Regions from separate parts of the Mus musculus genome. Here regions 2 and 3 are each linked to region 1. A link is a contact called in public promoter capture Hi-C data. All regions are on one chromosome and are shown on one strand. Each heading gives the region's core, a stretch centred on a gene start, on an enhancer-like site or on the middle of the called end of the contact. The rest is flanking DNA. Distances are from core to core; before and after follow the strand shown. Region 1 holds the start of Narf (nuclear prelamin A recognition factor). Region 2 holds the start of Tbcd (tubulin-specific chaperone d). Region 3 holds the start of Rab40b (Rab40B, member RAS oncogene family).

Region 1 (2,682 bases), core at 83-2,582:
GGATGTGACAGCCAGCTGTAACTTGGGGGCACTGTTACTGCTGGTCCAGAAACAGGCTGCTCTCAGTTATTAGAGACACTTCCCTCGGTAAACCATTATCCTATAATCTCATTCTATTATTGACATTCCAGGTCAAAGGTCAGTGGCCTTTAAGGGATGCCTGGTACTATAGTAAGTTTCTTTAGCTGTCCCAGGGGAGTTATATGTACATTATTACACAGGACGATTCTCTTGCCCAGCTGTGGATTCCATAGATAAGGTACATCTTTTGTATATTATGTAACTTGCCCTATTCTGTAGGTGGTGTGCAGCTATGATATCTACTTTATAAAGCTTTCCTTTAGCCTTCTTCCAGCATGCTGTTTGGCTCTAAAGCCGCTGTCCTTCAGGTAGGAGTAAGAATGCACTTATTTAATTTAAATTTGAATTGAGTCTGTCTTTGGTCTTTCCCAGGGGATTGGAACACAACAAAAGAATAATGCATTTAATCTGCCTTGGAGACAGGTCTCACTGTGTAGCAGTATAGGGCAGTGTTGGCTTTAATTTTATCATTTTCCTGCCTCAGCCTCCTGAGTGTTGGGTAATTGCCAATAGGCCTGCTCATCCTACCTGTCATTTTGTTTGTAGACAGGTACATGTGTAGTACTGGCCGTCCTGGAACTCAGAGATCTGCCTTGCTCTGTCTCCTGGGTTCTGGGACTAAAGGCATGCGCTAACTCGCCAAGATTCAAGGTCAGCCTACTTTGAATCTACACGCCAGACTCAGCAGCATTGCCCATAAAGCAAAGCAAGCCTGCTGCGCATGTGCACTTGTGCCGCACCGGCCTACGTGAGGCTTCGCTGGCTGGTCATGGCGGCGGTAGAGGGCGGCGCCGGCTCCGCCCTCCAGGAGACGCAGTAGAGCAGAACTTACGACGCTAACTTGATTGAGCGGGCCAGGCCGCGGCCACTGAGCAAGGCGCTCTGAGGTCGCCGCGATTCGGCCTCGTCCGCTCGGTCAGCGCACTCTTCCTGCCTCATACGCCCGCCTTTGCCAACTTTCCCCATTAGTCCTTAACCAGGCAAAAACTGACAGGAGGATATGTCCCGGCCGGGCAACTACTAGTCGAGGGACAAGCTCCACCCCCGTTCTCTGATTGGCTCCTGGGAGGGACCTGCCACTTCCTCACACTCTCATTGGCTTAAGCGGCGGAGGCGGGGTGAGCGTGCCATACCATCCTTGCACTCTTTTCATTGGCTCAGGGGTGTGGCTCATCTTGCTTAGGCTCTCTCATTGGTCTACTACAGTCCTTGGGGCGGGGCCTCCGTGCAAGAAGACAACAAAGGGTCGCAGGTCGCTAGCGGGCGGCAGGCGGCGGTGTTCCAGTCTTCCTTACTCCTCACAGCTTAGGCGCGTCGGCCTCCTGCCAGTCCCACTCCAGATGAAGTGTGAGCACTGCACACGAAAGGTGGGTGCGTCGTCCGGCGGGGCTAGGGGCGAAAGCCAAGGCTGGAATCGGTGGTGAGGGTCGGGCTCAGCCGGGTGCACCTTGCTCTGTTATGTCGGCCTCTGACAGCCATCACCTGTCTGCAGAGGACTGGGCGGCGAGCTGGCTGTTGTCCACTGCAGGCGAGTGCACCGCCGGGACTGTCCGTGGAAGCTACTGTTCTGGGGCCGGGGATTGATCTCAGTCCCGGCACCCTGTTGTGGAAGTGAACGATTAATAAAGTAATTAGAAATGATGCTTTGAGCGGCTCTTCTACTTAAACAACAACAAACTTCAATACAACGAAGTGGAGAAGGAATAAAGGGCAGGCAGGCCCTCCTGTCCTGCTCCACTAGGTGGCTGAAGTGACTGACAGCTGCCTCACTTGCCTTCACACGTGATGCATGTGCAGGAATCTCGTTTGGTTTTTTGTTTTTTTACAGGAATTGTATCATATCCAAATACTCCATACGTTGTTTTTTTTTTTTTTCAGAGAATCGCCTGTAATCTTGTGTAATAGCCACATCTAAATGTTCTTATATATATTACCGTTAGATCACTTCCTGTTCTTCATTACTACTACAAACAATACAAATGGAGGGTGTGAGTGTTTATGTGTACCCTTCTATAAGTATGGATGATTTTATTTTGTAGAAAGGGTTTCTTAGAAGTAAGATCGACTGCTCAGGATATGTTTTGGTTTTTGGCATCACACTAAATTATTCTTGACTGAGCTCGGTGGTACACACCAATGATCCCAGTGCTTGAGAGACTGAGGCAGGAGCTCAAAGTTAGACAGTGCAATTTATCAAGACCCTATCTCATTAAAAAAAAATATGGTAGCACACATCTTAATCTGAGCACTCAGGAGGCAGAGGCAGACTTTCTGTGAATTTGAGGTCAGCCTGGTCTACATGGTGAGTTCCAGGACAGCCAGGACTATGTAGAAAGACTTGATCTAAAAAGGAAAAAAATAGATAAATAAAAATAGAGAAAAGAAAAATAATTTTCCTTTCTAACATCCCCCATCCTTTTTTTTTTTTTTAAAGGAATGTAGTAAAAAATCAAAAACTGATGACCAGGAGAATGTGTCCAGTGATGGGGCCCAGCCAAGCGATGGGGCCAGCCCAGCCAAGGAGAGTGAAGAGGCAAGTAGATGCTTCGGGTTTGTGTCAGCCTAACGTGAGCGTGAGTGGATCGGGTTTGTGTCAGCCTA
Region 2 (2,682 bases), core at 76-2,575, 210 kb after region 1:
GGAAGCCACCATGCTAGCCCGTTTGGCTCCGGTCCTTCAGTTACAATCACTGCCAGACACTCTCTAGCACCTCACTGTTTTCTATTTTTTTAGATTTTATTTTGCGTACTCATGTGCTGAAATATGTGTGTATAGGTCAGAGTACAACTTGTGGTTCTCTTCTTCTTCCACTATGTGAGGACCAAACTTGTTACCCCACAACATATCTGAGAAGACTGCTAGGATCTATATTTAAGCCAATAGAAAGTCTTTATTAGCAGGCCAGTGACTACCCTGGGTATTCTGGATCCCAGCAAAACAGTGATCCTTCTCATGAACTTTTAACCACACACACACACACACACACACACACACACACACACACAAATATGTTCTAGGTTGACATACTTCAGTTATCAACAATAGTGAGCGAGAAGTAGAACTAGAGAAGCCAAAAAGCAAAGTTAGCACATTCAGAAACTTTTCAGGACCTACGGACTTTGAAGGATCAAGTCTTTGTTTTTTAGTTTGCCCCGTGGGTGCTGTCGAATGAGTTTTACAGCCTGAATGGCACTTTAATCATGGAGTAGGATGTGCTAAGGTTTGGGGGCCTACTGTTACACATTCAACTCCCGAGGCTTAGTGAAGGAGACTTTGCACACTAAACTATCTAACCACTCCAGTCTTCTACTTCCCAGTGAGGTCTGTTCTGGTGAATGCAGGGCCAGCAGCGTATAGCTCACGTCTTTTCTCAGGACTGCTTTGGGTGGTCATGATGGTGCTGTTTGAGGTCACGGCAAAAGCCTTCATCCTGGAGCAATACCCCATTGTCTCCTACACCCTTAAAGCACCCCCCCGCGCCCCACTCCTGCAGGTGCTCAGACATCATTGCCCCATTCTTGCCCCCACACTCAAAACCCATTCCTCCCCTGCGTTCATACACCACCCGTCCTATTCTGGCTCTTTCTACTAGTTCAGCTTTCCTGCGCTGTCCACACTAGCTCAAAACCTTCCATGTTCCTGCCCCCAATTTCAAACCCAGTTATTTCCTTAACCTTACACACACTCAAGCTCCAGAAGGCTTCCAACACTAGAGTTCATTCCCTGTAAAGATCGTACCGGCCCACTGCTCCGGCCACACCCTCCTTAGCCCCACCTCTTTTGGGCTCCACCCACTCCCTGTTGAGGCTGTAGACATTGGAGGCTTAGTTTTTCTGGTGCTTCCCTTCACTCACGCAAGCATCATTTTGCGCGCTGAGCCGACTTCGCGTGAGCTGTTTTGTTGGCTTGCGCGCCCCGTAGTTGGGGGTCGAAGGTCTCAGGGCGGGGCTGGCAGTTCTCGTGCTGTATCTCTTTTCTTCCCGGTTGCCGGTAGGGTTCTTACGGAAGCTGCTGGCAGGATGGTACTGAGCAATGAGCCGGCTGCGAGCGCCGCCGAGGAGGAGGTGGAGGATGATGCGCTTGTTCGCGCCTCCGCCCTGGAAGCGTTCGGCGAGAGTGCGGAGACCCGCGCGCTGCTCCGCAGCTTGCCGGCGGTGCACAGAGAGCGCGCGTCCCGGGAGGTGGCGGAGGAGCGGTTCCGCGGTGCGGGCGGGGCCCCGAGTCTCTATCTTGAGGTCCTTGCATCTGGGAGGAAGGGACCTGGGGAGCCATACCTCCTGCCTTCCCTGCCATGTCCAGGAACTGAGCAAAGCATGCTTGAGACCTCTCTGTGGATAGGGAGGGAACCAGCAGAATTGTTGGATGAACCTGCCTCCTACGAGAGCGCTCATGGCAAGCAAAGAGGAGCGGTCTGGCACGGCGCTCCTATGGGGCTGCGCTATGAGGCCAGGATTCTGCAAACTCAGAGCTCCACGTTTATCTGGGATCTCCGTTCCAGGCAGAGCAGGAGAGTGGACAGTGCCATTAGATTCCTTTGGTGGTTCTAAATCCCCCAAGTTTAGGTAGGCCTTTACAGTCGTTTGTAATGGATACTGTCCGTCATAGTTTTTGTCAACCTTACACAAACCTAGACATACCTCGGAAGAAATCTCAAGTGAGTAATTGCCACCACCAGATTGGCTTGTGGGCATGTCTTTGCGATATTTCTTTAATTACTAATTGATAAAGGACGGCCCAGCCCACCGTGAGATGTACCATCCCTGGCCTGTGGCTCTGAGCTGTATAAGAAAGACAGCTGAACTTGAGCCTAGGAGCAAGCACGCAAGACTCCTCCGTAGTTTCTGCTTCTATTTGCTTTGATTCATCCCTACACTTTTCTCAGTGATGGGCTGTGAAAGCCAAATAAACCCTTTCTTCCTCAAGTTGATTTTTGGCCAGTTTCATCACAGCAACAGAAAACAAAGACAATGTCCAAATGAGCCCTTTGATAATTAGAGTTTTGTACTTGAACAAAATCATCTTTGTGTATTCCTTAGCTAAAAACATTCTCTCCATAATGTCTTTTTTTTTTTTTTTTTTTTTTTGGATGGGGCTCTAGTTTTTGGGTAAGACAGAGTGGTGGGCTTTGTCTGAAGTGGCAGGTGAGAACTGCAGAGGCAGAGAAACCATTGGATTGGGTAGAAACATTAATTTGCTGGTAGGGGTTGGAAAGCAGGTGACCAGGGTTGGGGAGGTTGTACAGTTATTGGTTTGAACATTGTTGGAAATGAAAGGCATCGTGCTAGGCAGGGGAGGGCTCAAGAAGTGAAGAGGGTCTGACTA
Region 3 (2,682 bases), core at 75-2,574, 150 kb after region 1:
GTCTGCTCACATGTCATCCACATCTTTCTCTCTGCCCACATCAGTCATTTACTGTGGGACTCACGTCCCCTTTGGGGGCTTGTTAAACGTTTTACTCTTTTGCCTCTGCTGAAGCCTGGGTGTTTCATTGAGCACCAGGACCTGAAGACAGCCCTGTCTTCAGTCACGCCCTTGTTCTCGCAGTAATGCTGTCCAACAGAGCTTTGTCCTAAAGGAAAGGTCTAAATCTGTGCGGTCCAACCTGGTAGTTAAATGGCATTGGACCACACAGTTTTAGGGCCTTGCCTTGTGGCATTGCCAGGGGGCTGGAGATGCAGGAAGCAGTCTGCAAGCCCAAAGAACAGAGGGTGGCAGGCCTCAGGGCAGGGTCTGTATTAGAAAGGTGTGTTGAAACCCCCACAACAACACAATAGGCATTCACTGAAGTCTGTGCACAGCCACAGTCAAAGGGATGGATCACTACGTGACTATTCTTGGATGTTCTGCTCAGGATTCTGCCACTCTGTCTCCTTCCTCTGGGGTGCAAGATCTTAAACTTCAGGCTTCTAGGACACTCACTGCTCACTGCCCTGGAGCCTGAGACGCTCTGGTCTCACCCGTGTCCAGTCTCCTGGACTCCAGTCTCTTAGTTGGGTTCCTTCCTACACCCTAGCCAATTCTACAGGGTCACTTAGATTCCTCTTCCTCCTCTTGGAAGTCCTGTCCACTAGGACACAGAGCTTAGTGCTTGGAATCAAAGGCTGGAGTCTAGTCTTGCTACTCTCTGCTTGCAGTTCCACGCACCAAAAGGTCATAGCCTCAGAGACTGTGGTCTCAGACCTCAGCTCCGTGGACCGCTGTCTCTCTGCCCACGCCTCCTGTAATCCCACACACTTCTCCGAACACGTAGCTAGCACCTGCGATGTCCCTCGACGACCACCCTGAGCTGCTTTGCGGACTCCGTCCACAGAGCGCAGTCTTCCCCAGCATGCGGTTCCTAGCCCTGCCCAGCCGCTCCCGGGACCCACGCTGGAGAGGCCGCTCGCACCGACACCCCAGCGCTGCGCCTCCGGGTGCTGCAGCCGCGCTCACCCGCCGGGTGGCCGTAAGGAGACTCGGCTGCTCCGTCCTGCAAGCTGGCCAGGATCTCTCCCTTGCCCACGTCGCTGTCGCCCACCAACAGGAACTTAAGTAGAAAATCGTAGGCCCGCACCGGGCTGCCCAGGGAGCTCATCATGCCGGCCCAGCCACCCCGCCCATACCGGCCCAAGGCTGCGCGCAGGCGGCGGAGGGTCCCCGAGCGCCGCGGGCCCCTCGAACGCTCCACCGGTCGGGGGAGCTTGACAGCTGAAGAGCCCCGCCCACCTTACCTTGCCATTGGCGAGCCTCAGTTGCTGAGGTATATACACATGCTCATTGGTTAGCAAGCTCGCCCATCTATTTCTTTACGCCTCCGCACCACGCCCACCGCCTCTCCTGGGAGGACTTGTTGCCTAAGCCAATGGAGGTCCGAAGGCCGAGCCAGAAGAAACCGAAGGGGGGGGGAGAGGTTTGCTCCTGCAAACCAATGGAAGAATGGCATAGAGAGGAGGGGCGTGGTCAGTGTTTACTCCCTCCCCTGTATCAGTGCGTAACAGGAGTTGGCTCCAGATTGGTGTGGGAAGTGTTGAATCCCTGCCTGGAAACGAGAATTTGTCCCACAGCTCCACAGAGCTTTGAATGCTAGCGTGAGAGCTTAGCATGTTCATGTGTTCATGTAGGCATCAGATGTAACTAAAGTTACAGGTAGTTGTGAGTTTCAGCACCAAGTGGACACATGGACAAGTGCACCTCTAAAGGTGTCTGCTAGTGGGTGCCTCGAGGTCTCCACGGGTTTCTGTCCATGCATGTCAGTGTGAGTGTGTGTGTGTGTGTGTGCATCGTGTGCCTGTGAGGTTGTTGTCAGAGAGCACATGACGGGGACCTGTCTGTCTCTGATCTCTTTTACCCCAAGGGAGCAGTGAATCTGCTCTCTGTTCAGGAGCACCTCACCAGTGGGAACTAAGTTATTTAGAGTAATCATAGTTTAGCATCCCCGCTACCTACATCTTTATACAACCTGAAGTGGAAGCACCTCTTGCAATCGTGCCTCCTCTCTGTTAAGAAGGATACATTTCCGGATGGAAAAGAAAAAGCAGTGGATGAAAATTACGAAAGCATTTGTGAACATTGTTCTAAGCGCCACAGCTGTGCTGTGATTCAGGACAAGGCCGGTTTGGCTCAGAACAGGCTGGTCTTGGAGCAAGGTGACCGCTGCCTCCCTGCAGGAACACTATCCTTTCAAAGAGTTGACTATAATAAGCTCTAATTACAAGATATGGCTGCCAGTCTAGAATAGGTAATTGAGATAGGGTTTTTCGAGACAGGGTTTCCCTGAGTAGCCCTTTCTGTCCTGAAACTGGCTTTGTAGATCAGGCTGGTCTTGAGATCTGCCTGCCTCTGCCTCCTGAGTGTGGTATTAAAGACATCGGCCACCACTACCCAGCTAGAATGGATGGTCTCGCTGAGCCATTTTTGACTCAGAATACTATCTTTGACTCAAGATTACACTGTTGCTAACCAAGAATACCTGAGCTGTAATTATTTCAGAGGACCATGACATGGCAACAATCGCCCACACAGAAAAACCTTCCTTAGAGAGAGCGCTTTAGAATGTCTGAGTCC

Evidence for each region. Promoter capture Hi-C pulls out the DNA fragments that hold promoters and counts their contacts. Capture Hi-C pulls out chosen DNA fragments and counts their contacts.
Region 2: a contact with region 1 is called in a promoter capture Hi-C map of adipose tissue. The contact joins the promoter of Tbcd here to the promoter of Narf in region 1. A contact is called at or near these places in 7 of 39 promoter capture datasets (the HPC-7 cell line, embryonic stem cells, fetal liver and 4 more), 7 of 484 Hi-C or Micro-C datasets (the N1E-115 cell line, beige adipocytes, cortical neurons and 1 more), 3 of 115 datasets of contacts at active chromatin or transcription factors (the SCID.adh cell line, extraembryonic endoderm stem cells and memory CD8 T cells) and 3 of 9 other capture datasets (adipose tissue, liver and pancreatic islet).
Region 3: a promoter capture Hi-C map of embryonic stem cells shows a contact between it and region 1. The contact joins the promoter of Rab40b here to the promoter of Narf in region 1. A contact is called at or near these places in 2 of 39 promoter capture datasets (embryonic stem cells and liver), 1 of 484 Hi-C or Micro-C datasets (embryonic stem cells), 1 of 115 datasets of contacts at active chromatin or transcription factors (microglia) and 2 of 9 other capture datasets (adipose tissue and pancreatic islet).

Annotation. Positions count from the first base shown.
Region 1 is chr11:121,235,904-121,238,585 of GRCm38.p6, forward strand. It overlaps Narf (nuclear prelamin A recognition factor), which reads left to right and starts at 1,333. Exons shown (of 11, transcript NM_026272.3): 1 at 1,333-1,448; 2 at 2,516-2,614. The coding sequence starts at 1,422.
Region 2 is chr11:121,450,666-121,453,347 of GRCm38.p6, forward strand. It overlaps Tbcd (tubulin-specific chaperone d), which reads left to right and starts at 1,326. Exons shown (of 39, transcript NM_029878.4): 1 at 1,326-1,563. The coding sequence starts at 1,380.
Region 3 is chr11:121,386,927-121,389,608 of GRCm38.p6, forward strand. Rab40b (Rab40B, member RAS oncogene family) reads right to left here and starts at 1,325. Exons shown (of 6, transcript NM_139147.3): 1 at 1,072-1,325. The coding sequence starts at 1,216. It overlaps Mir7236 (microRNA 7236), which reads right to left and starts at 278; the gene lies at 219-278.